Regions from separate parts of the Mus musculus genome. Here region 1 is linked to region 2. A link is a contact called in public Hi-C data. All regions are on one chromosome and are shown on one strand. Each heading gives the region's core, a stretch centred on a gene start, on an enhancer-like site or on the middle of the called end of the contact. The rest is flanking DNA. Distances are from core to core; before and after follow the strand shown.

Region 1 (6,128 bases), core at 1,222-3,721, 280 kb after region 2:
GTATGCTTCATGAAAGGCCTCCGTATATTATAATTTTATTTATTTTATGTTATGTGTGTAGGTATTTACTTGTGTAGTACAGACCTCAATAGTGTAAAGTGTCCTGCTATACTTCCACCTCTGTTGCCATTGGGTATCAAAGCACGACGAGGACCCTTGCATGTGTTTCTACCTTCTGGTTGTTTCTCTTCATAGCTAGGAATGAAACCCTAGGGACTCGGTCCATCGCTGAGCCCCATGCCAGCACTGTCACTGTCACCTTAACAACTGTTTCCTGCACCCTTTCTAGGCTTCCTTCTTCACCCTCAGAGTTATTTATTATTTAGTAGATTCCTTAAGATTTTCTGTTCCCAAGATTATGGGATTTACTGTAGAGATGGCTCCGTTCTTCTTTCCATTCTAGGCGTCACTAATTTCCTGGGTTATCTCTTGAGGTGCACCAGGAGTATAGTTCTAAATGGAAGTAAAGTGTGTCGACATTATTGTCTTGTTCTGATCATAGGAAGAAAGCATTCACCTTGAAGCCCTACCCCTGCTGCTTGTTGTGGGTCTGATATCTTAAATGAAATTTACCTGCTGAAGGAAGTTCCTAACTATTCCACATCTGCTATGGTTTTTATCAGGGACGTTAGATTTTGTTAATGATCTCTGTGCTTGTTTTCTGTCGTTGTTTTCTGTCATTCAATCCTGTCCTGTGCTATAGGTCGAATGAGCCTCTTGGATACAAGCATTTCTAATGGTGACAGGCTTGGTTGACTGGTATTTTGATAAATGGTTAGGGCTGTGATCATAATAGATGCCAGTGTGTAGTTTTCTTACGCTGTGTGCTTTTCATGTCAGACTTACTATCAGAAAATGAACTGTGGAACATTCTTTTCTCTTTTGGAAAATACTCTGGCAAGTTGATTTTTGTTGTTGCTGATGGTGGTGGGTACTTTGGTTGATTGGTTTGGTTTGGTTTGGTTTTTTTATAAGTTCATTAGTGACCACACCTGAGTTTTTCTCTTTTTTTTTTTGCAGTTTTTTTTTCAGATTAGCAGCCAACCTCTTAGATTTCCTATTGGCTACATTCTTGAAGAATTCTGGCCATTTCATCTCACTAGTCAAAGTATTTGCCACACAGGCTTCCCTTTTAATGATTTTAACTTGTGAGGTCCAAAACTTTAATAACTACACTGTTTTCATTTTTTGTTATTGTTTGTGCTTTTATTTGTTACTTCATGTGTTGGTGAGTGTGTGTACGGCATGAGTTTTATGTGTACCATGTTTGTGGAGGCCAGGAGGAGTTTGGATCCCCGTGTAATTGTAGTCACAGGCCCCGTGAGCCAGTGTATGGATGCTGAGAACTGGACCTGGAGTCCTGCAAGGGCAGCAAGCTCTCTGAACCCAGAGCCATCTCTCTAGCCCTAATTATGGGATTTACTGTAGAGAGGGCTTTGTTCTAGTTCTACTGACGTTTTCCTCTTTATTTTTTTTTCTATTTCCACAGTTTGGGCCTAAGCATCATTTCACCCTTCCTCTCGCTCCAGGCTCTCTTCTTCCTTTTTCAGGTGTTGTCAAGTATGGGATTAGATTGTAGACTTGAAGATATTTTGAATACAGGCAGTAATAACTGCATTTCCATACTTTGGGGCTGGAGGAGTGAAGAGGGGATTCTTGTTGTCTAGAACTGTGTAGGGCAGGCTGGTCTTGAACTCACAGAGATCTGACTGTCTCTGCCTAGGATTAAAGGTGTGTGCCACCATGTCAGGTGGATCCATAAGTTTTGTATACTATATTTTTTTGCCATTTACCTCCATGTATTTTCTAATTTATCTCATGATTTCTTCTTTAATGTATTGGTTATTTAGGAATATGCTGTTTTAGCCCACAAATATGTCTTCCCAGATTTCTCCCTATGACTGATTTAAGGTCATAATGCTACATTTATTTTGTCTTTCCTGCCAAAACTTGTAAATGCTGGGTTAAAAGAATATTTGACTTTTGCTAATCAATCACAAAGTCATTACCACCTTCATTTGTTGGCAGAGCTGTATTTTGGGGGAAAAATGTGAAAATATTCACAAAAATGTGTCAGAGTGGAGTTAGATGTATTTGCATGGGTCGATCTATTCCAGGATCTGAGACTTTGGTGGTGAGCTGGGACCTCTCGTAAGCACAGATCCGAGCTACATTGATCAGGAGCCACAACTGCGCTGGGATGTGTGAGGGATTTAGAACAGGGGTGATACCGAGGTTCTTATGATAAACATGGTTAGAGGAAAGCAGTCAACTGAGAAGCTGTATTTGAGACCAGAGTGCTGTCCTGCATTTCTCCTGGAATGGTTTTCTGTATTTCAGTTGCTGTTGTCATTACATGGACTTAGCAGACTGTTCCATGTAGCATTCCGTTTCTCCGAGGAAGAGAGAGAAGGATACAGTGTCACTGAGGACACTGCCTTCCCCTCCTGCTCTGAAGGCTGTGTGTGTGATGTGCCTCCATGAATACATTGGCCTTGCAGGTGAACTCTGACCTCCCGGCAGTTGCCTGTGAGAGGGGTCTAGGCTCCATTCCAGTTTTTTTTTTTTTTTTTTTTTTTTTTTCCTTTTTGCTAACACCTGGGGTGGGGGTGGGAGGTTGACAAATCTCACAACACAAACTCTAAGGATCCAGAGTTCAGGGTATTCTTAGCAGCTATCCAGGTGCCTTCAATGGAATACTTCTCTCTTCCTTGGTCACTAGCTATTTTGGAATGTGTTGGTTAACCTTGATTTTAAGGCTGCTCAGTCCCTTCTCTGTATGATTGTTACATTAGTAAAATAAACACAGTGAGCTAGCATACTAAATACTAAACTGTTATGGGTAGTCACATCGACAGTTGCTTCGCAGCAACCATAGAGCCTGTATTTCTTAGACTTTGATTACACTGAGTAAATTGACATGGTTTGTTTTGTGTATGGATGTGTGTGGGTCAGTTACTCATTGACTATCCAGTATGCTGTCCAGGACTCTAGGGCTCATGCCATCTTCCTGGCACCTCCCAGGTACTAATACTACGTATGCATAACAGGACGCCCAACATAGTATGCTATCTTAAAACTAAAGGTAGATAGAGTAAAGAAATTATGAGAAAGCTTAGGGAAAAGAGGGATTTTTTTGTTTTGTTTTTTTGTTTGTTTGGTTGGTTGGTTTTTTGAGACAGGGTGTCTGTGTATAGCCCTGGCTGTCCTGGAACTCACTCTGTAGACCAGGCTGGCCTCGAACTCAGAAATCCGCCTGCCTCTGCCTCCCAAGTGCTGGGATTAAAGGTGTGTGTCACCACGCCAGAGGGAAAAGAGTTTTTGAATAAAGTATTATCATATGTTGTTCCTATCCTGTAAGTGCTCATGCTGTTTAGGTTGGAAAATGTGTGTGTGTGTGTGTGTGTGTGTGTGGTGCTTATATTCTTATGGATTTTTACATAAGCTGGTGGAGGCCTGAAATTGTCTGGTACCTTCTTCAGGACCTGACTTGCTCTTTACCTTACTTTTTGACACAGGTCTCCAGGAACCTGGAGCTCACCGATCCAACTAGGCTATCTGGCCCAGCCAGCGAGCTCCAGGGACCTGCCTGTCTCTTCCTCCTCAGTACTGGACCTGCCAGTGTGCGCTGCCAGACTCGGCTCTGTCTGTGGATGCTGGGGATCCAAACTCAGCTCCTATTCTTGTCCAGCAAGCAGTTATCAGCTAGATCTTCTCCCCAGCTCCCTAGAACTACCCTATTCCAAACCTATAGCTTGGTTTGTGAGGAGAATAAGAGTCTCCCGTCAAGTACGGAAAATAATTTACAGAACCCTCACTATGGCTCCAGCTTCTGGCTTTCCCAAATGCTTTATCAGATGCTCTCATGTTGAAAATTTGGATTAAACAGTGCATGCCTTCCAAATCAAACTTGGGAAAGCAAGCCAGAACACACCCTCCAGGTGAGGCGAATGTAGGGGAAAGGGCATCAAGCTCTGGCACTTGCAAAAGCTGTTCCAGAAGCCCTCAGTGGCCGAGCCGTGAAGGAATGGGTGCCTTTAGTGGAGCACTTCTCTCCTTTGGCCACTCGCTGTTTTATGAAGGTCTTGGTTATCCTAGTTTCAAAGGCTGCTCACTCAGTCCCTTCTCTGTATGACTGTTATGTTAGTGAAATAGACACAGTGAGCTAGCGTACTAAACTCTTATGGGTAGTCTCTTGAAAGAGGAGATGGGGACAGACCTTGTATGAAATGTCTATAAAATGACTACTTTTTTTGAAAGATTGTAAAAGTAAAACCCTGCAGACCATAATCGCCTTTGCAGAGAGGGAAACCCAATTCCATTTTGCTCCTCGTGTCCCATACTTTAAGCTATAAAGAATTGCATATATTGATTAGGCTTAAGGAGTTGCTGGAGCCTGATGAGTGCTCTCGAGGCAGCCTTCCTATTTACTCTGAAAAACAGGGATGTATCCTCACTTGACGGTCATAGAACGGGGAAAAGGGAAATCCCAGAGCATCGCCTACTTGCCATGAACTGATGGGATGTGCATTGACCCTGAGGATGCTGATGGATAGGAACAGAGGCTTATGTGTTCCCATTATACTTAAAGAAAACCTGAGCCCCACAGAAATGTGACCACGGGAGCTCTGGATTCAGCATGCTTCTCTCCTATGCTTGAGCGGAGCCTGCCGATGGCTATCTGGAACAGGGGCCAGCACTAATCCAGAAAAGGAGCAGAGGTGAGCCACTGTCTACAGAGGACAACCACTTCTTCACTCTCCATCCCCACCAAGAGGAAGAGCCTCATGAAATTCTCCCACAGTCATATCGAGTTTCTTAGGACACCCTGTAACGAATCCTGAGACTTGCTGCTCTCAAGTGTGGAGGAAACCATGCAAAGGTTCAGCCAGTCCCATCTCCAAATTACCTGTTCACTCTGCCACCATGTTCCTCTGTGGGAAGGAAGGTGTCAGGCAAGAAATTAGTTCCAGGACAAAAACCTGTGGGTCATTCCACCAAGAACAGATTGTAAAGTCTTGTTTCCCTAGAAATATCCCCTGCCTGTTCTTGTTTGTTTGAGATATGGTTTTTCATGGCCACCCAGGCTGGCCCCAAACATCAAGGCTCTTAGTTATCCCTCCACCTTTCCCTCCCAAGTAGCTAGAACTAAGTAAGACACCTGACCTTGACCTTGACATAGTTCTAAAGAAGAAAAAAAAAAAAAAACATTTCAGAAGTCATTTACAATGAAGGAACCTATTTTGAGGAAACAAGATCAGTTAAAAGGGAATTGCTTCAGGAACTGGACACCTTAATACCTTTAATTCCACATAGAAGAGGGCACATCAATAGTTGGGCACGTGGTGTGCACCTCTAAGCCTAGCAGCGGAGTCTAAATCAGAGGATCTCAGAGATGCGTGCGCATCAGCCTAGGCTAAGGAGTGGGACCCTGTCTCAACATAAAACAGACAAAAAGAGAACATACCTGAATATTCTGTTGCTTTATATGTAGTGCTTTACTGAGGTTCCCAAGGATTTCCTGTGGGGCTTTAATTATGTATACACAACAATATTAGCAGCACTGAATATATGTAAATACATACCATCACACACACATATGTGTGTGCGGTGTGTGTATATGTATTATAATATATACACACACACACACACATATAAAATGTGTTGAGTATTTGAGTGTTAGTTTTATGGTGATAGTATTAAGCGTTGTCAGCATATCTAATATTTTATATTCAAGTAAACACACCTCTGGTATAGTTTAGAGGGCTTTTTTAAAGATGGAAACTTCTAACCAGGGGAGAAAAAATCAAACAAAAATATTTGTGCATTCTAGTCCTTGCTTCCTCCCCTTAATATGCTTTGTGTCCTATTGAGAGTCCATGTGACTCTGTGGCCTGTTGCTTTCCCTGGACAGTGACATTTATGAATGTGTTCACCATAGAAGAATGTCTTTAAGTTATCAATTTCTCCCTAATTATATTATTAAACTTTCAACAGAGAGCTTTCTTATTAGGTTGTATATAAAACTTTCCTGTTTGATCCTATTTAAACCTTTTCCTCCTTTGCTGACATCTCTGTGACGGACCATGTCTGAGACTCGAGGGCTTTCATAAACGTGGCATTTGGTG
Region 2 (5,936 bases), core at 706-3,205:
GAGAACTGGTCCCTACAGGTTGCCCTCTGTCCTTCTCACATGCACGAGTCATATACACACATGCAATGAATGAATAAATGTGATTTTAAAAGATTAAAAATGAGCAAATAAAAATAAAATGCACATGGGCCTAGGCCGATGGTTCGGACGGTAAACCGTTTCCTCCTAAGCATGAAGACCCAGATTTGATCCCCAGCACCCACATCAAATCAAAGCTGAGCATGGGGCCTGAAGAAAGGGCTCTGAGGTTAGAGAGCCTGCTGCTCTTCCAGAGGACCTGAGTTCAGTTCCCAAAACCCACGCCAGAGGCCTCACTACCGCCTGTAACTCCGGCTTCAGTGGATCCAAGGCTGCCTTCTGGCATCTGTGGACACTATGAGAGACACAAGAGAGACACTCGAAAGTAAAAAAAAGAAACCTTAAAAATAAAAATAAAACGGGTATTACTCTATGCACCTGTGATTCCAGTGCATTGCACAAGGAGAGGGGTGTAGCCTGCAGCTCACTGGCCGGCCATTCTGATCAGTAGAGTCAGGGAGACCCTGGATCCAGGGAAGAGCTTATATCTAAACACAAGGGAAGCAGCCAGGCATACTGGTTTACGCCTGTAACCCCAGCACTTGGGAAGCACCTGCAGGCAGATCTCTGAATTCTAGACCAGCCTGCTTCATACAGCAAGTTCCAAGCCAGCCAAAGCTCCATAGCAAGACCCCGTGTTAAAACACAAAAACAAATAAACACAACAACAACAAAACCTAAAACAAAAACAAAAAAATCAAGGTAAGCAACTCTTGAGGTGTAGGTGTGACAGGACACCTGGGGTTGTCCTCTGACTTTCACGTGTGCAATCACACAAATGCACAATTCAAGGGAGCTGAACTATAGATGCAGTCAGCCTAGGTACCTGCTGATGGATGAATGGATAGAGAGTGTCACACACACACAACATACACTCACTCATGCACACTCACATATACATACAACATACATTCGCTCATTCACATACTCACACAACACATACACACACAACACACACACACACGCACGTGCACACACACACACACACATACACACACACACAAATACTGCTTTTTTTAAAGACAGCTTCCTCTGTGGCCTAGGCTGGCTTCAAATGCCTCCTCCTCTTCCTCCTCCTCCTCTTCCTCCTCCTCTTCTTCCCCCTCTTCCTCTTCCTCTTCCTCCTCTTCCTCTTCCTCCTCCTCCTCTTCCTCCTCCTCCTCCTTCTTCTCCTCCTCCTCCTTCTCTTCCTCCCTGTCCCCTGATGCCAGGATTTCAGGTTAGGATCACCATGTTTGGCCTAAAACTTTAAGTTTTGTTTTGTTTTGTTTTGTTTTGTTTTGTTTTGTTTTGTTTTGTTTTGTTTTTTTCTTTCATCGGCCCTCTAGTGTGCAGCTGCCCTAGCAGGAAGAAGGGTGGCAGGAAGGGGTGGCTCTGTGACAGCCTGGCCTCCGAAAGTGGCGGCTTCTCAGTGGTTTTAAAGGTCACTTGCTGACCTGACCGTTGCTGAGACTGAGGAAACACACACAGGAAGTGTTATGCAAGTGAGCAGAGAGACTCACAGGCTCCTGCCAGGAGGTCTGAGCCGATGCTTCGTGCTTTGTGCCACCCTGTACAGGTTCCCACCTCAGGAGCCCTCCAGTACCACAGCTGTGGCCACAGCCTGGCCGGATGACAGACAGTCCTGTGTGTGTCCCCCCCCACACTGAGCTGACAGCTGAGGACTGGACAGGATGGCACCAGTCTCCACCAGCTAGGGACTTTTCAGAGCAGGTATCATGAGAGCTACTAGAGGACTTGTGACTTTTGTCCCACAGTCAAACTTCAGGATTGCACAAACCACCAGCCTGGAGTGACCTTGCCTTGTGGGGAAGCAAGAGGAGCCCAGGCTCCCACGCAGACAGTAAGTCCACAAGGGTACAGAGTACCAGCGCTCTGAGAGCTTAAAATACACCCACAGGAGGAGTGAGGCCGGCTGGCTGCTCACCTTGGATCTGCACAGCACAGAACAAAGGGAGCCCTGCCTTCGTGACAGACAAATCCAACCCCAAAGTCCCTTTTCACACACATAGCCCTCATTGGCCAATGGCTCTTTGGCCTTCCCCTCTTCTTCCTCTTCCTCCTCCTCTTCCCCCTCCTTTTCCTCCAGGCTGACAAGCAGACAGACCCAAGGTCACCCCATGTCTATACTAGCCTGACAGCCAGATGGCCTCCTTCATCACCCAGCCTTCTCTGCAGGCTACATCCCAGATAGGCTGGGAGCTGACCCAGCATCTTAGAAAATTCGAAAATTTACCCTTTCCTCTCCCTACCCCCACCCCGCCGCCAGCAAACCCAGGTCACTCCAGTTCTAATCTCCTACTCGCTTCTGCTGAGTCTGCACTGGTTTGGGACTAGATGGACCAAGCCCTGAGCTCTTTCTGCAATATTCCACATTTGACCACAGTAGGTCACCATGTGCTATAGAGGTGGCAGGGCCTAGCCTGGTTTCTATATCATTAAAAAGAGTTGCAGATGCCTTCCACTGGCTTTTGGTAACTCATCCAAAATCAGGAAACAGGAAGAAAACTGAGCTCCTGGAACTGTGGCCCCTCCCTCTCTTCCACCTGGATTATATGTTTCCTGTTCGTACATAGAAACTTCCAGAATGGTCAACATGGTGATGGGTGAGCCGGGCGTGGTGGCGCACGCCTTTAATCCCAGCACTTGGGAGGCAGAGGCAGGCGGATTTCTGAGTTCCAGGCCAGCCTGGTCTACAAAGTTAGTTCCAGGACAGCCAGGGCTATACAGAGAAACCCTGTCTCGAAAAACCAAAAAAAAACCAAAAAACAAAAAAAGATGGTGATGGGTGATGGGAACCGGTTTGACCATCAGCAAAGCTGGAGTGGTATTGGATGGGACGGTTTCAAAGTCACCAGGCTGACCTCAGAGCATCAAAGTGTGATCTTTTGACAGTGCAGGCTGATACTTTGCAGATAGTGCACGGTGGGCACGCTTTGTGAAAGTACTCTAGCCAGCATACTCCTGCTAAGTCAGCCAGGACACTACATGAGAAAGACGTAGCCCAAGGCCAGCACGCAGCTGCTGTGTGAGGACAGGAGTGACAGGGTACCATTCTGGGCATCTAAATATAATAGGCAATAAGCTTGAGTCACTCAGACTTAGACTTTATGAGCCAGCCATGCTTTGATGGCATACCAGGTCACAAACAGTTCTCTTCCTTGGGCTACACAGGCCCATCCTCTTGTTAGGTCCTCTCACACTCCCTCTTCCATCACATAAAACAGGATGATAAACCTGAACCATGATGACTAGAGATAGCAGATAGCAGCTACCTGAAGGAGACCCTGGACCAGGGCAGATATAACTATGGTGGCCTCAAGCCAAAAAATCACTCACAGAGCCAGACAGAGCCAGCTCTCCTCACTGTCACATGAAGAGAGAGAGACAGGCTCAAGACTTCTTTTTCTACTTGAAGCCTGGTTAGGCTTAGAGTTTAGCATAGCCACAGTGTCCTCTTGAGGCAGTGCACACTAGAGAAAGATTATTATCCCCTGGACAGGACAACATTCAAGGTGTAGGAATGATCAGACATTCACAGATATACACACACCACAGAGACAGAGAGATAGATACATATACACACAGACACACACACCACACTGATAGACACACATACACCACACATGCACACACAGATAGATACACACATAAAAATACACGCAGACATACACAGATAACCACACATAGAGATACAGACATTCACAGACACACACAGAGAGAGATAATCACACACACATACATAGATAGATACACAGACACTACAGAGAGACACACAGAAATCAACACATATAGAGAGATGCACACACATAGACACACAGAGATATACACACAGAGATGCACACAGAGAAATATACACACAGAAACACACACACAGAGAGAGAGAGAGAGACAGAGAGACCAGTTTCTAGCATCTACTTTCTAATTAAATGTAACAAACCACCAGCTAATTCATGCCATCAACTAACACGGACAATGTGGGTGGAGCCGCCCTGGGGTGTTAAAGCCTTGGACTTCAAGGCTCTTCGTGGTTGGCAGCCTCTCCACTCCTAGGACAGCTACAGGTCCTTAACAAAATGTCATGTCTGGGTCATCTACCCGGTCATATTGACTCACCAGTCAAACACTTCCTTTCTATTGTGTGGGACTCAGACATACTAGGGTTGAATGTAGTCCTTCAAGCATCATAGACTGGAAAGTTAACCTCCAGTTTCACACGCTCATGGTGCAGAGGTGGGGACTCCAGGAGGCTGTTAGGGCAGGTGGGAGTAGGAATCCTAGGATGGTATGTGTGGCTCTTAAGGAAGAGGAAGAGAGACCCAGACTAGCACATTTGTTAGTCTGTCTTACCATGTGCTGACTTCTGTCAGGTGACTGGAGAGATGGCTCCGTGGTTAGAAGTATTTGTGGCTCTTCTAGGGAACCCTAGCTCTGTTCCCAGTATTGATGCCAGGTGACTCAGAGTGCTTGTAACACCAGCTCTAGGGAATCTCACTCCTTTTCTTGGGTTCCAAGGGTACCTGAACACATACACATACAAATACACACTTACATAAACACATAAAAACTAGTAACAAAAAGAAAACTTTTAAAGTACTTTTATTTGTTTTAAACATTGTTACTCTTTTATTTATTTTGAAACAAAAAGTTGCAAAACACACACACACACACACACACACACACACACACACAAATTAGCCAAACCCAAAGTCTAAACAACTTAACCAACTTCTGCACAGCTAGAGTATATTTATATATTTTTAATAGTTTACTTAGCGTTATTTTATGTTCATTGGTGTGAGGGTGGAACTGAAGTTACAGACCATTGTGAGCTGCCATGTGAGTGCTGAGAATTGAACTCGGGTCCTTTGGAAAAAGAGACACTGAGCCGTCTTTCTAGCCCCATATTTTTATATTCTGAAGCTAAATAAACAAAGGTGTAAAAGGATGCCCACCCAGGGCCTGGCACGGGCTAAATATTGCAGATCTAATCTCTTACCTGCAATTCTGAATCCAGATATCCCCTGAACGCTGAAACTCTCTCTTTTTGGCTGTATTAATTGTGGTGACATTGCTGTGACAATAACTGACTGAAACTTGGTAGGGAAGATGGACTTGGGCTCAGAGTTTCAGCCCATCATGGCAGAATAGCTCACTGCAGCGAGAACACACCATGGAGTCTTTTCAGATCATAGCAGACCCCAAAGCAGACAGACCTGAGCGAGGAGCGAGAAGCGACTCCAAATGCCTGCTCCTGGATGTAAGAGAGGGCACATAAACATATCTGTGTAGGGGCTGCCTTAGGAAGAAGCATTGGAGTCGCTGTTGCCTGCAGAAGGAGAGAAGGGACTGCGATGGACGCAGAAGGAAACTGAGGCTGCCTGGCACACTTCTCATGTACAGTGGAATGCTCCCACCACATGTTAAACACATTGTAAGATTATCAAGTAAAGGGTTAATAAATGTTTAACTCCCATCACGATGGGAGGAGCTGAGCCTGGTGGCACAGGCCTTGATCCCAACACTTGAAAGGTGGAGGCAAGAGGGTTAGGAGTTCAGGGTCAGCCTCGGCTATGAGTTGAAGGCTAGCCTGGGCCAACTGACCTTGTGAAAAGAGAGGAGTGGAGGAGGGGATGGAGACAGGGAGACAAAGAGGGACAGAGAGACAGAGAGCAGAAAAAGAAAGGGAGAAAGGGAGGAAAGTGGTGAGCGACAGAAGGAAGAAAGGAAGATTCACCGTATTTGTGTCAAGAGTCCCTGAAAATTCAAATCTCTGTACCATTAACGGGAATCTAAATGGTGCAGACCCTGTGCAAAACAGTACGGAGTGTCTTCCAAAAGTTCAACAGAGAGAGATG

Evidence for each region. Hi-C and Micro-C count contacts between places; a contact is called where the count stands out from the background.
Region 1: a Hi-C map of liver shows a contact between it and region 2, with 2.8 times the contacts expected there. The contact joins two enhancer-like sites. A contact is called at or near these places in 3 of 484 Hi-C or Micro-C datasets (cerebral cortex, liver and nephron progenitors), 2 of 115 datasets of contacts at active chromatin or transcription factors (embryonic stem cells and pancreatic cancer cells) and 1 of 9 other capture datasets (embryonic stem cells).

The regions. Positions count from the first base shown.
Region 1 is chr13:37,900,725-37,906,852 of GRCm38.p6, forward strand. The region is part of intron 5 of Rreb1 (ras responsive element binding protein 1); the gene reads left to right. Among named protein-coding and RNA genes, the nearest start is that of Rreb1, 15 kb to the left of the region's middle. Within about 2 kb of position 2,472, at least 8 of the 459 cell types and tissues checked have an H3K27ac peak or open chromatin away from gene starts, as enhancers often do. A contact at or near this core is called in liver, where this site is marked.
Region 2 is chr13:37,618,421-37,624,356 of GRCm38.p6, forward strand. It overlaps Gm40915 (a long non-coding RNA gene), which reads right to left. Exons shown (of 4, transcript XR_873251.2): 3 at 4,429-4,598. Among named protein-coding and RNA genes, the nearest start is that of Gm40915, 6.2 kb to the right of the region's middle. Within about 2 kb of position 1,956, at least 179 of the 459 cell types and tissues checked have an H3K27ac peak or open chromatin away from gene starts, as enhancers often do. A contact at or near this core is called in liver, where this site is marked.